Linked DNA regions of Mus musculus: region 1 is linked to region 2. The links are chromatin contacts, called in public Hi-C maps. All regions are on one chromosome and are shown on one strand. Each heading gives the region's core, a stretch centred on a gene start, on an enhancer-like site or on the middle of the called end of the contact. The rest is flanking DNA. Distances are from core to core; before and after follow the strand shown.

Region 1 (7,413 bases), core at 560-3,059, 160 kb before region 2:
TTAACCACTCTTTTCTGTCATCAATCTTCTTCTTACTAAATGCCTGAAGAAGTCCAAGTAATAATGCCATATATTAAAATTAATTTCATTATAAAACTTGAATTTATAAATGAACTAAAGTGGTTTTCCTAATAACATTGAAGCAAAATTATATTTGAGCTGAGGCTTTTTATTAAAGAAATAATAAAATCAAAATTCACTACTTTAGGTACTATACTTTCAAGAAAGACTTACTTCTCACACAAAACTCGAGAAGGAAACATACAGCAGGAAGAGGATAGCGAAAGAATTTTTTTTTATTCACAATATACTTACCAAGGTGATGGCAGCATCATCTTCAGGTCCAGCATATCTAAACAAAATGCGATGCCTTTCCATATCAGCAAAATATTCCTTTGCTTCTTTAGCGGTACTGGTACCTAATCCTGTATAATTTAATATAAAACAGGGTCACAAATAATGGCTGTTCAAAACCATCACATGAAAAACTTATAGGGAAAGTCATTAAATTGTTACTAATTGATCAATCTTAAGACAGACAAACCAAATATATGCCTCATGACTTAAATATACAATAATACATATTAATAATTGTTTCTGGCAAACAAATCCAACTCAAATATGATCACATTCTGATTTAAGTATCATGTAACAGAAAATAATGAAAAAGAAAGTTGTTACACATTAAATGAAAGGGAAGGAGCACAATGGGAAAATTTTAAGATGTGGGAAATTTACACAGAGCAGCTTTTTTAATGAATTAAAATGAGAAAATATTCATGAAACATGAAAAGGTTTCATTCAGAGATTTAAGAGACCCATAAATCAGATTGCTAACTGTTTGAATCTTAATTTAAAATATTAAATATACATTAATATAATCTTGAGAAATTTAACTTAGCTAGATTTTAAATGTTACAAAAGAATATGGGTATTTGTTAGAAGCACATTAAAGTAGTGACGGTTGAAATACTATAAGGTCTAACAGTAATTTCAGATTAACACTTAGTTAAGAAAGGCTATGTGGCACAAAACCATGATTGTTAAAATGAATAAGTAGCTGTATTCTTATACAATATTTGTGTGTGTGCATGCATAAGATAAAGTTCAAGTGCTAAGAAGAAATTCTGTAAGATTACTACTACTACTACTACTACTACTACCACCACCACCACCACCACCACCACCACCACCACCACCACTACTACTACTACTACTACTACTACTACTACTATTTGTGGGAGTTTAAAATTTTGCTTACAGAACTTTCTTTTTTTTATATCAATACTCTTTATTGTTAGATATTTTCTTTATTTACATTTCAAATGCTATCTCGAAAGTTCCTTATACCCTTCCCCACCCTGCTTCCCTACCTACCCACTCCCACTTCTTGGCCCTGGCATTCCCCTGTACTGGGGCATATGATCTTCATAAGACCAAGGGGCCTCTCTTCCCAATGATGGCCGACTAGGCCATCTTCTGCTACGTACGCAGCTAGAGACACGAGCTCTGGGGGTACTGGTTAGTTCATATTGTTGTTCCTCCTATAAGGTTGCAGACCCCTTCAGCTCTTGGGTACTTTCTCTAGCTCCTCCACTGGGGGCCCTGTGTTCCATCCAATAGATTACTGTGAGCATCCACTTCTGTATTTGCCAGGCACTGGCATAGCCTCATATGAGACGGCTATATAAGGGTCCCTCAGAATTTTCTATTAAAAAAGAAAACCTTCATCTTCCGGTCTGAGCTAGTGCCCTGAGCAGACCATGGGTACTAGGTCTGCACCCAATCACATAATACCCAGGAGAAGGTAGACTCCCAGGGGTTTTAAAACTCCCAGGAGGTCTAACTCGCCCAGGATCATAGGTAAGGAAGTCAAAACACCCACTGCAAACCAGGAGTAACTGGGATCTGCCGAGGATCCAGGGACACAGGTCTGAGCCTGTGCCCTGAGCTGACCTTGGGCACTAGCTCTGCACCCAATCCTACAATAGAAGGAAATAGAGGAAGCCGGACTCCCAGGAGCTCTAATATGCCCATGATCATAGAATCTCAGGAGCTTAAAAACACCAGGATTTCAGGACCCCAGAAGCAGCTTGACTCGCAGGAGCTCTTACACTCAGTATCTCAGGATCACACGATCACAGAGATAGCTGAAATCTAAGGAATTCTGACACAACCAAGATAACAGGAGGGAAAGGCTCCAGTCAGAGACAGTGAGTGAAGGTAGGAATAGAGATAACCAGATGGTGAGAGGCAAGCACAAGAACATAAGCAACAAAAACCAAGGTTACTTGGCATCATCAGAACCCAGTTCTTGTTCCATAGCAAGGTCTGAATACTCCATCACACTGGAAAAGGAAAACTCAGATTTTAAAATCACTTTTCATTATGATAGGAGAAGACTTTAAGAAGGACATGAATATCTTCCTTAAAGAAAAACAGGGGAACACAAGTAAACAGGTGGAAGCCTTTAAAGAGGAAACACAAAAATCCCTTAAAGAAAACACAACCTAAGAGGTGAAAAGGGGGAAAAAAAAACCCATCCAGGATCTAAAACTGGAAGAAGAAACAATAAAGAAATCACAAAGGGAGACTACTGTGGAGATAGAAAATCTAGAAAAGAGAACAGGAGTCATAGATGCAAGCATCATCAATAGGCTACAAGATATAGAAGAGAGAATATCAGGTGCAGAAGATACCATAGAAAACACTGACACAACAGTCAAAGAAAAGGCAAAAGGCAAAAAGCTCCTAACCCAAAACATCCAGAAAATTCAGGACACAATGAGATCACCAAACCTAATGATAGTAGCTATATAAGAGAGTGAAGATTCCCAACTTAAAGGGCCAATAAATATCTACAACAAAATTATAGAAGAAAACTTCCCTAACCTAAACAAAGAGATGCCCATGAACATACAAGAAGCATACAGAACTCCAAATAGACTAGACCAAAAAGAAATCCCTCCTGTCACATGATAATCAAAACACCAAATGCACAAAACACAGAAAGAATATTAAAAGCAATAAGGGGAAAAAGGTCAAGTAACATATAAAGGCAGACCTATCAGAACTACAGCAGACTTCTCACCAGAGATCATAAAAGTCAGAAGATCCTGGACAGACAACATAAAGACCCTAAGAAAACACAAATGCCAGCCCAGGCTACTATACCCAGCAAAACTCTCAATTAGCATAGATGGAGAAACCAAGATATTCCATGACAAAACTAAATTTACACAATAAATTTCCACAAATCCATCCCTACAAAGGATAACAGATAGAAAATGCCAACACAAGGAGGGAAACTTCACCCTAGAAAAAGCAAGAAAGTAATCTTCTTCCAACAAACCCAAAAGAAGATAGCAACACAAACATAATTCAACCTCTAACAATAAAAATAACAGGAAGCAACAATCACTTTCCCTACTATCTCTTAACATCAATGGACTCAATTCCCCAATAAAAAGACATGGACTAGCGGCCTGGATACATAAAAAGGACCCAATATCTTGCTGCATACAGGAAATGCACCTCAGTGACAAGGAAAGACACTATTTCAGAGTAAAACTCTGGAAAACAATTTGCCAAGCAAATGATCCCAAGAAACAAGCTGGAGTAGCCATTCTAATATTGAATACAATCGACTTTCAACCTAAAGTTATCAAAAAAGATAAAGAAGGCCACTTCATACTTGTTGAAGGAAAAATCTACCAAGAAGAACTCTCGATTCTGAACATCTATGCTCAAAATGAAAGGGTACCCATCTTCATAAAGTAACTTTATTAACTCTCAAAGCACACATTGCACCTTACACAATAATAGCGGGAGACTTTAACACCCCGTTCTCATCAATGGACAGATCATGGAAACAGAAACTAAACAGAGACACACTGAAACTAACAGAAGTTATGAACCAAATGGATCTAACAGATATCTATAGAATATTTTATCCTAAAACAAAAGAATATACCTTCTCAGCACCTCACGGTACCTTCTCCAAAACTGAGCCTCAAAAACAGACCTCAACAGATACAAGACTGAAATAATCCCATGCATCCTTTCAGATCACCATGGACTAAAGCTAGTCTTCAATAACATCAAAATAAATAAATAAATAAATAAATAGCCCACATACACATGGAAACTGAACAACGCACTACTCAATAACTTGGAGAAGGAAGGAAGGGAGGGAGGGAGGGAGGGAGGGAGGGAGGGAGGGAGGGAGGGAGGGAGGGAGGGAGGGAGGGAGGGAGGGAGGGAGGGAGGGAGGGAAAGGAAAGACTTTTTAGAATTTAATGAAAATGAAGGCACCCACCTCATACCAAAACTTATAGGACAAAATGAAAGCAGTGCTAAGTAAAAATCTCATAGCTCTGAGTGCCTACAAAAAAGAAAGTGGAGAGAACATACACTAGCAGCTTGACAGAACACCTGAAAGCTCTAGGAGAAAAAGAAGCAAATACACCCAAGAGGAGTAGACAGCAGGAAATAATCAAACTCACGGGTGAAATCAACCACATAGAAACAACAAAATCAGGAGCTGGTTCTTTGAGAAAAATCAACAAGATAGATAAACCCTTAGCCAGACTGACCAAAGGGCACAGGGACAGTATCAAAATTAAAATCAGAAATGAAAAGTGAGACATAACAACAGAAACTGAAGAAATTCAAAAAAAAAATCATCAGATCCTACTACAATAGCCTATACTCAAAAAACTTGAAAATCTATATGAAGTGGATAATTTTCTAGACAGATACTAGATGCCAAAGTTAAATCGGGATCAGATAAACCATCTAAACAGTCCCATAACCCCTAAAGAAATAGCAGCAGTCATTAAAAGTCTTCCAAGAAAAGAAAGCCCAGCACCAGATGGGTTTACTGCAGAGTTCGATCAGACCTTCAAAGAAGACCTAATACCAATTCTCTTCAAACTATTCCACAAATAGAAACAGAAGAAACACTACTCAATTCATTCTATGAAGCCAAAATTATGCTTATACCTAAACTACACAAAGACCCAACAAAGAAAGAGCAAAGAAACAGAACTTCAGACCAATTTCCCTTATGAATATCAGTGCAAAAATATGCAATAAAATTCTCACAAACTCAATCCAAAAACACATCAAAATGATCATCCATCATGATCAAGTAGGCTTTATTCCAGGAATGCAGGGATGGTTCAATATAAAGAAATCTATCAACGTAATTCACTATATAAACAAACTGAAAGGAAAAAAACAAACACATGATCATCTCATTAGATGCTGAGAAAGCATTTGACAAAATTTCACACCCCTTCATGGTAAAAGTCTTGGAAAGATGAGGAATCCAAAGCCCATACCTAAACATAGTAAAAGCTATATACAGCAAACCAGTAGTCAACATAAAACTGAATGGAGAGAAAATTGAAGCAATCCACTAAAATCAGGGACTAGACAAGGCTGCCCACCCTCTCCCTTAACTATTCAGTATCATACTCAAAGTCCTAGCCAGAGAAATTAGACAACAAAACGAGGTCAAAAAGAACCAAATTGGAAAGTAAGAAGTCAAAATATCACTATTTGCAGATATGATAGTTAATTAAGTGACCCCAAAAATTCCACCAGAGAACTCCTACAGCTGATAAACAACTTCAGCAAAGTGACTGTATATAAAACTAACTCAAACAAATCAGTGGCCGTCCTCTACTCAAAGGATAAACAGGCTGAGAAAGACATTAGGGAAACAACACCCTTCACAATAATCACAAATAATATAAAATACCTTGGCGTGACTCTAACTAAGCAAGTGAAAGATCTGTATGATAAGAAATTCAAGTCTTTGAAGAAAGAAATTAAAGAAGATCTCAGAAGATGAAAAGACCTCCGATACTCACGGATTTGCAGGATTAATATAGTAAAAACGGCCATCTTGCCAAAAGCAATCTACAAATTAAATGCAATCCCCATCAAAATTCCGAATCAATTCTTCATAGAGTTAGAAAGAGCAATTTGCAAATTAATTTGGAATAACAAAAAACCCAAGATAGTGAAAACTATTCTCAACAATAAAAGAACTTCTGGGGGAATTACCATCCCTGACCTCAAGCTGTGCTACAGAGCAATTGTGATAAAAACTGCATGGTATTGGTATAGAAACAGGCAGGAAAATCAATGGACTAGAACTGAAGACCCCAAAATGGACCCACACACCTATGGTCACTTGTTCTTTGACAAAGGAGCTAATACCATCCAGTGGAAAAAAGGCAGCATTTTCAACAAATGGTGCTGGTTCAAATGGCAGTAGATCATGTAGAAAAATGCAAATCAACCCATTATTATCTCCTTGCCCAAAGCTCAAGTCCAAGTGGATCAAGGACCTTGACATAAAACCAGTTACACTGAAACTAAAAGAAGAGAAATTGAGGAAGAGCCTTGAACATGGGGAGGGGGGATGGGATATGGAGTTCCTGGGGGAGTCATCAGGAAAGGTGATAACATTTGAAATGTAAATAAACAAAATGTCCAATAAAAAAAATTTTAGGGATAAAACCCTTCCAGTCAAAAATAAACTGGTGGTAAAATCTAAAAGACAAACTTTCAAGGTATTTTATTACTCTCATAAAATAGATTACCTAGGCAGTCACTTTATAAACATAAATATTAAATTACAAACCTTTGTAGTACTTTATTTTCCAGGCTTTCTGGTTTTCTATATGTTTTTTCCACTCATCAAATTCAGGAATACTATAAAAGGAAAGTTCCTGCTTATTTTTGCTTGCCTTAAATTAATCAGAGAAAAGAAAGAAATTAGTTATTCTGCTAAGACTTATGAAAACATTACAAGTCAGGCAGTGGTGGCGCATGCCCTTAATCCCAGCATCTGGGAGGCAGAGGCAGGTGGATTTCTGAGTTCGAGGTCAGCCTGGTCTACAGAGTGAGTTCCAGGAGAGCCAGGGCTATACAGAGAAACCCTGTCTCAAAAAACAAACAAACAAAAAACAAAACAAAACAAAATGCAAAATTAAAAGAATGCAAGTTGTACCTTTACAATGGGAGTAATGAATTCTTCAAGAAAACCATGCTTCAAAAGTGATGGCCAATTGTGATGAATAAAATTGATTAGCAGGCCTTTGATGTGAGAACCATCTTGATCCTAAATAAATATAAAGTAAAAAGTTCCATAATTTTATAGACTATAACTACTTTTAAACAAGTTTTAAAATGTATGAGTGAAGGCAAGGCAAAATCTCATTCAAATGTAGATAAGTATTTAATGAAACATTATAGATTAGAAGACTATCACTTAAACTACAAGTTCAATTAACAACAGACTGAATATACTTGTCCTTGCATAATGAACATGTTATCATTATTCATGTTATATGGTGTACCAGATGTTTAAAGGTGGAAAACTTCACACACGGTTAT
Region 2 (6,892 bases), core at 3,159-5,658:
CCACAAATATTCAAAGACAAAGCTCTAAATATTACTGTTTAACTGTCATACGTTAGTGTTGGTCTACAAACTCCTTCCCACAACAATTCCAATACTGTGTGTTCAATAACTTTTATAATAACTTGATAATACTATGAGATTTTCACTGTGTTCTATAAAATTTGTAGGTCCACAAAAAAGTGGAAATTAAAAAAAATCTTTTCACCAATGATTTCAGAAGCAAGCATTGATTGCTGGCAGCTTGGGAGTGTTTACCTTCTCTACATTTACTATGTATTAGGGGCAGAGTTTCTCAGTCTTGACCCCCATGAAATGTAGACCACAGCTGAGGGGAGACTCCCTATGCACCACAGAATACTCAACATCCCTGTTTTCCCTGAGACACCACTTAAACAAAATCTAAAGTACAAAATGAGCCTAGCATGTGTCAATGCTAACCACAGATGACTTGTCATGATGCACATCAGCTATCCCCATGGCATACCCAGTTAAAGCTGAAGATGTGCTGCCCACCTCACAGCTTCTCAGGCTCTCCATGGCCGCTGCATGCTGCTTACTGGGCTCTGTCATGCCATAGCAAAGCCCAGCAGAGACGGGCATACCCAGTTCCCAGGTCCCTCTCTATCTTCCTTTGGCTTGTTTCACCTCAAACTCACAATCCCCTTGTTTCAGATCTTAGTTGCTATGAATGTTTAACCCATTTTTAAATTAAAAATGCTAAGCAGACTTGCTTGAGTTCAAGCATAGACTAAGCCCAAAGTCAGCCCTGCCTTTCTATGGTATCCTGGGCATTGAATTGAATTTTGCTTGATTCTCTATCAACTTAATTTTCTCTGTACAGTTTTTTGTTTTTGTTGTCATGCTTTGATGCTTCCCCCATCCATCTCTGTTACCTATTAAATACTTTTGTAAGTTGTAATATTTACTTCACTTTTTAGCAATTATCTTGTATCTTTTCTTGGGAAATTTTTCTGAATATGTAGTTTTTCATGATGTTAAAAGGATAGAATCTTGAGAAGGCAGCAGAATTTCTTGTACTGTGCTCAACTTTATCTTTGAAAATATTTTTGTCTTTTTTGGTGTTTTACTCTCATAGTTATCTACCAAACTATTTAATTTTCAGAAAAATAATATTTGCCTTTGTATTTGAATTAGTTACGGAAAGTCACATTCTCCCTCCCACTTTTTCTGAAACAGCTCTGCCTTAGGAAGGATACAGAACTACCACTGGCCCCTCCTCTAGCATCCACTTTTCTTTTGAGCAAACACTGACTACTTATCAAGGTACAGTAGTGTATACCTATAATCCCAATATGCCAAACGACGGAACTGTTTCAATAACAAAAAACAATTCTCAAACACCAAAAAAACCACAAAACCCCCACTGTAGGGCACAAGACAAAACATTACAAAAATAATTGCATGTGGGAGGAATTTGTACACTAGAGGGGATGGTGACAGGGAAAGAGATGAAGAATAAACAATGGGCTACAGACATGAAATTTCAAAGAACAAACAGTCAAACACTCCACCAAACTTTTCACCTAATTTAATAGAAATAATAATAATAGCAACCACCTCAGTAGTTGCGATATATGTGCCAGGTCATTTATGTTGGGTAGTCCTAGAATAGAGTATTTTTCTTCCTTTTATAAGGTAAACTTAAACTTGGAAATTATATGTAAATTGCCTATAATGACACTTAAAATAGTTGACTAAAATTGAAACTTACTGCTCTGGTTAAAATGTTTATACATATACCACCACACAAGCTGCCAGCAGACTCACCAACTTTCAATTACACTCAATTTCTCTACGTGTCAGTGGCAACCTACATTAAAAATTAGAAGTTTTTTGTCTTCTATTACTTCTTGCATTGTCATTGAAAATTCTCTTTCTCCATTCCATTGGGTTTATTGTTATGATTATGCAGTGACTTCATAATCAATGCCTGTTTCTTCTAATGGTTTCCTCCCGGAAACTCCACTGTAGAAACTGTGAGTCACCTTTGCCTATCCCTTCACTAAATGTCTCATGTTTGGTCTCCCTACTACCTCCTAACATAAAAATATAAAGACAGAGACATTAACACTGTCTTGGAATTGTTCTTTGATGTTACACTGTAGCTGTTTTTCAAACCTTTCTTCTCCCAAATACATTTATATTATTTGAACAAAGAAACTATGTTTGATTCTTGGTTCTTCACTCAGTACAGTTAATAGTCAAACACTATGTGTGCTTTGTAAACAAAACAGTACAATATCAAATATTTATATTAAAGAATAAATGAACTAGGGACAGGGGATCCATTTAGATGGTAGAGTGCTTGCCTCCCATTCATTGAGCCCTGGCTCAATCTGTGGCAGCTCATAACAGCAATTGTGGTAGCCCACACCTGTAACTTAGAGGTGTAGGTAGGAGGATAAGAAGTTCAACATTATTCTTAGGTACATGAAAAGTTCTAAACCAAACTCTGGTTCATGAATCAAATTAGCTAAGCAGCTCACCTGTGATGTCAGGAAAACTAATACAGAGTTGCTTTGTTTTGCTCTTGATAAAGTCCATAGTAAGCTCATCTTATCTAAAATGGGTGGCAGCTTTTGCATACAAATTAGCACACATTTCTTTTGGAGCTTATTTAGATTTATTACTGTTAGGATATGATAAATATTCAAGCAGAAATTTAAGAGTATTATTTCATTGTAGATTTCAGTGACAAGTATCTACTTCAAAACAAGCTAATGCATTTTTATTTGCATATCCATTCTATAAATTGTTCTGATACTGAGGCAAATGAGATGCTGGGACAATATGCCTTCAATAGTGCCTCCACTATGGCACTAGTGGGTTTAAAAGAAAATAGCAATGCAAAGAGGAACCTGATTTTCTCTACCAAATTACAGAAGTATAATTATAATGTGCGGTCAGGGACCAGGAAGACATGGAGCTTTTCCTTAAGAGTTAAGAAGTCACTGGATTTGGACATGAAGAAGCAGGATATCATCTCCCAACCAAGCCAGACCTTGAATTCTAAGAACACAAGGACACTTGTTGAAAACAAACTAAAGGAGCATTTTCTCACATCAACCTGAATCATTTCTCTTACAAACTGCTCTAATTTCCTTTATAAAACAAAAACTCCAAGATCAGAAATGTAAGCCACAGTAAAGGCTGTAAAATGAACCAGTTTCTTTAAGAAATTTAGTAAATATTCATAATGATGGTCATGATCCGAAATAACTGTCTGCATGCAAAGCTATCTTTCAAAGTACTCTGATCTTAGCATCTTTGGTTTCATTGTACTAACAGAATCGAAATGTCTTTACAAATCCATCCTTCTCTTATGTATGGGGGTGGGAGGTTGAAGACTTAAACAATTCAGTATGAAACGCCAGCTGTGGGCTCTGGAGAATCAAGCTTATGAGTTCTTTCAGACACCTTGTACTCTGAGGTGCTGTGAGATCTCAGGGTTAAGCTGAGGTGTCATAAAGGAGGAAGGCCATCTTCACACAAGTCACAATTATGTGCAAGCCCAAATGCTGCATAACATCTGGCATAGAATCACATTATATTCCCTTTTCAAATATATTTTAAATATCACTAATGTCACCTAAATGAAGAATTATGGTTGTGGTGGCACACACCTGTAATCTCAGCTTTTGGTAGGTCGTGACTGGCATGAGTTCTGGGGTACAGATCAAGTTCCATGCCAGTTTGGGGTACAGGACAACACCTCAATGTCTCTAACAACTAACTCTCTAAAGCTGGTCCGCATGAACTGTACAGCCTTTAAACTAAGAATTCCTACAGACTTCGGGTCGGTGTGTTTGTAAGAGCCAGCGCCCAGGGGCTCAACTGAAGTGACCTCCACTGTCTGCCCCTCCGCATCCCTTCCCCACACTCTTTGACCGGAGCGGCCATGGGAGGTGCTGACTCAAACTCCCAGCCAGTTGTGGAAAGTGCTGCACTCAGTACAAAGGTGACTTGACACAAAGTTCGTAACTTAAACTATAAATGTGTCAACCGCCAAACTCGGCGTGAACGTTTAACTGGCACTCGGGCTGAGCCACAGCGCCGGGATCCTGCAGCGAGATGGGACAGCACAGCTGTCAAACTCAGTGACAGCCTCGGCGGGCCCTCGTCGCCCAGCCCGCCCCGCCTCAGGCCCGAGTGTCCGCGGCCCCGCCCGCCTGCGGCCCTCAGGCTCGAGGGCCCCGGCTGCACCTCAGGATGTTGTCGGCGTAGGTGAGCAGCAGCTTGGAGGCCTCCAGAAAGGTCTCCGGGGTGTTCTGGCATAGCTCGGCCACGGCCGGGGACGCAGAGCTCGACGAGCTGCCCAGTGTGGCCGACGCCATGGCTGCGCCGCGGCCTTCGCCACCTCGCGCACCGCGGCCCGCACTGAGCAGGCGCTGAGGAGCGCCTAGGCCGCCGCAGAGGCCTGCGGCCAGAGGGCGGGGCGAGGAGCCGAGGGGCGGGGCGTTCCGGGAGGGGCTAGGGGCGGGGCGAGCCGCGGAGAGGCCGGTTGCGAACGTTGGGGTACGGGGTACAAGGGGCCGAGCCAGTGGAGTAGATCTCGAGCTGTGGTGGCTGCTTGTGTCGGGTAGGGTCCCAGAGATAATTGCACAGCCTTCTTTTTACGGTAGATAAAAGTCTTTTGTGGAAGAAAAGACTCCAGAAGACCGAGCAAGTTTTTGTTATGTCTTTTTTTTGGGGGGTGGGGTGGGGTGGGGGCGGTTATGGGGAAGGGAAAGTGATCATGGTCTGTGGCCTAGGCTGGGCTCACACGGGAATTTACTGCAGTCTTGCCCTTTGGTTACTAGTGTCCGGCTTCAAAAACAGAGCATAGCTCAGAACTCTTCTGGGTTTCTGATTTGTGTATTTTCCGAATTCTGTTGATGAAAACTCAGTTGTTGCTCACAAGGTATGATTCTGATGCAAGGAGCATTTTGGGAGTGTCCTATGGATACTCGCATAAAACCCATATACAATAATAGAATAAAATGAGGAACAAACAAGTAAATAAAGTTTATATACACATTGTATCCTTTGACTCATACTGGCATATCCCTTACCAGTATCCTTAATTTATCTTAGAAAGGGAATCACTAACCTCCTTAGCTGATGCCCTTGTCACTGACATCAACCCTGGAAATTGGCTCCAGCACTGAGCTTCATACTCAGTCCTCATTACTTCTTTTTCTTCTTCAGAAGAGGGTTTCTCTGCATAGTTCTGGGTAAAGTGGAACTCCAGCTATAGATCAGCTTGAACTCAGATCCACCTGATCACTGCCTCCTGAGTACTGGAATTAAAGGCTTGTCTACCACTACCTGGCTTTTTTTTATTACTTTTTAATGTTGAAATGCCACTAAGAGTGCACTTGACCTTGATTTGTAGTCAGGAGTTTTCCATGCTCCACTCACCTTGAATAGCTGGAATTACATATATGAATCACTAGCACGTAGCAGGTACTTGTTGGCTTTGTGTTTTAAAGATATTTACTTATGTGACCTCGTTTGACACTTTATTATCTGTTGTTTTTTAATGTTTCTGGGCAATTTCTTCGGAGAATTTTCAAGAACTTCTGAATATTCATCTGTAAAATATACCTACATTTTTAGCACTTAGGTTTGTAGACCAACTTCAAGAATATTGTTTTCAGCTAGGCATGTTGGCAAATCCCAAAACTTGGAAGGTAGAGGCAGGAGAATCAAATATACATACATACATACATACATACATACATACATACATACATACATACATATATCACTACTACCACCACCACCAAAGACATGAAAGAAGGAGGCAGATGAGGGAAAGGGGGGTTAAAGGGGAGGGCAAAGGTGATGGAAGAGAGATAATGGATGGACTGTGGCCAAAGAACATTGTATATCTATGAGACTTTGAAAGAATAAGTCTTAGAAAGAGAATATTATGTTCAACAAAGTATGTTATTAGCTGTTGTTTAAATTTTTCAGTGGCTAACTACTAGCATTTTTTTTTCTGGTCCATAACAAAGTAATAATTATGTTTGTGGCCCAACTTCAAATGCTGTATTCCCAGCTATTTGCTGTGAGTGTTGACTGATCCTTGTAATCCCAGTATATAAAGGATACAGGCAGGCCAGCTGCTGCAGCCTTGTTAGGAAAAGTGCATTATGGGAGGCAGTTAGGTTTTGAGAGTACATGCTCCTGCCCTATGTCCAGGTTACTCCCTCTGCTTGTGCTTGTGGTAAAGGATGTGAGTATTCAATTTCCTTCTCTGGCTGCCATGCCTGCTGCCATGCAGTTCTGCCATCACGCACTCTAACCTTTGTACCCATAAGCCAAAGTAAATGGTTTTATAAGTTGCCTTGGTTGTGGTGTTTTATCACAGCAATAGAAAACTAGGGTAAGCATGGTTTCAGATATTTTTTGAAAACTTGTGCTGAGCTTGGAAGTAAATTTATCATATTGTGTTATGGAAGTCGTTATTCCTGCAATTCTAGTACCAGCTGCTATTTCTAAAGCGACCAAGAGTGGCATGACCTGAACTGCCCTCTTATGTTGGGCAGCTATCATATCTACAACTGGGATTGGTAGGGGCTCATTTCCCTGGATTACTCCCAGTTCAGGGAAAAGGAGTACCAACATGCAAACTCCTGACTGACAGAAACGAGTACTAAGAGAGTGGGATATTGCTGGGATGAACTTGACCATGTGGTTTTATTTTGTGGGGCTAGGGGAATATTTATAGAAGGCTTTGGGAAGACTTGGGCTAGAAAACAAGATAAATTGTACTGTTTGTAGAGAAAAGGAGATCTAGGGAGCTTAACACTACAGCCAAGGCATGTGCTAGAGAGAAGATGTTTCACATAGTTGAGAAGTTTGCCTTGTACTGGAACAAAGGTAA

What was found. A called contact is a pair of places that touch in the nucleus more often than the background predicts.
Region 1: a Hi-C map of rod photoreceptor shows a contact between it and region 2, with 2.5 times the contacts expected there. The contact joins the enhancer-like site here to the promoter of Ngly1 in region 2. A contact is called at or near these places in 7 of 39 promoter capture datasets (3T3-L1-derived adipocytes, the C10 cell line, the HPC-7 cell line and 4 more), 2 of 484 Hi-C or Micro-C datasets (nephron progenitors and rod photoreceptor), 12 of 115 datasets of contacts at active chromatin or transcription factors (the 230-238 cell line, the SCID.adh cell line, acute myeloid leukemia and 7 more) and 3 of 9 other capture datasets (adipose tissue, liver and pancreatic islet).

The regions. Positions count from the first base shown.
Region 1 is chr14:16,399,742-16,407,154 of GRCm38.p6, reverse strand. Top2b (topoisomerase (DNA) II beta) reads right to left here. Exons shown (of 36, transcript NM_009409.2): 14 at 7,028-7,138; 15 at 6,659-6,764; 16 at 316-425; 17 at 1-43. Among named protein-coding and RNA genes, the nearest start is that of Top2b, 38 kb to the right of the region's middle. Within about 2 kb of position 1,809, at least 2 of the 459 cell types and tissues checked have an H3K27ac peak or open chromatin away from gene starts, as enhancers often do. A contact at or near this core is called in rod photoreceptor, where this site is marked.
Region 2 is chr14:16,246,830-16,253,721 of GRCm38.p6, reverse strand. It overlaps Ngly1 (N-glycanase 1), which reads right to left and starts at 4,408. Exons shown (of 12, transcript NM_021504.3): 1 at 4,225-4,408. The coding sequence starts at 4,355. It also overlaps a transcript of Oxsm not described here.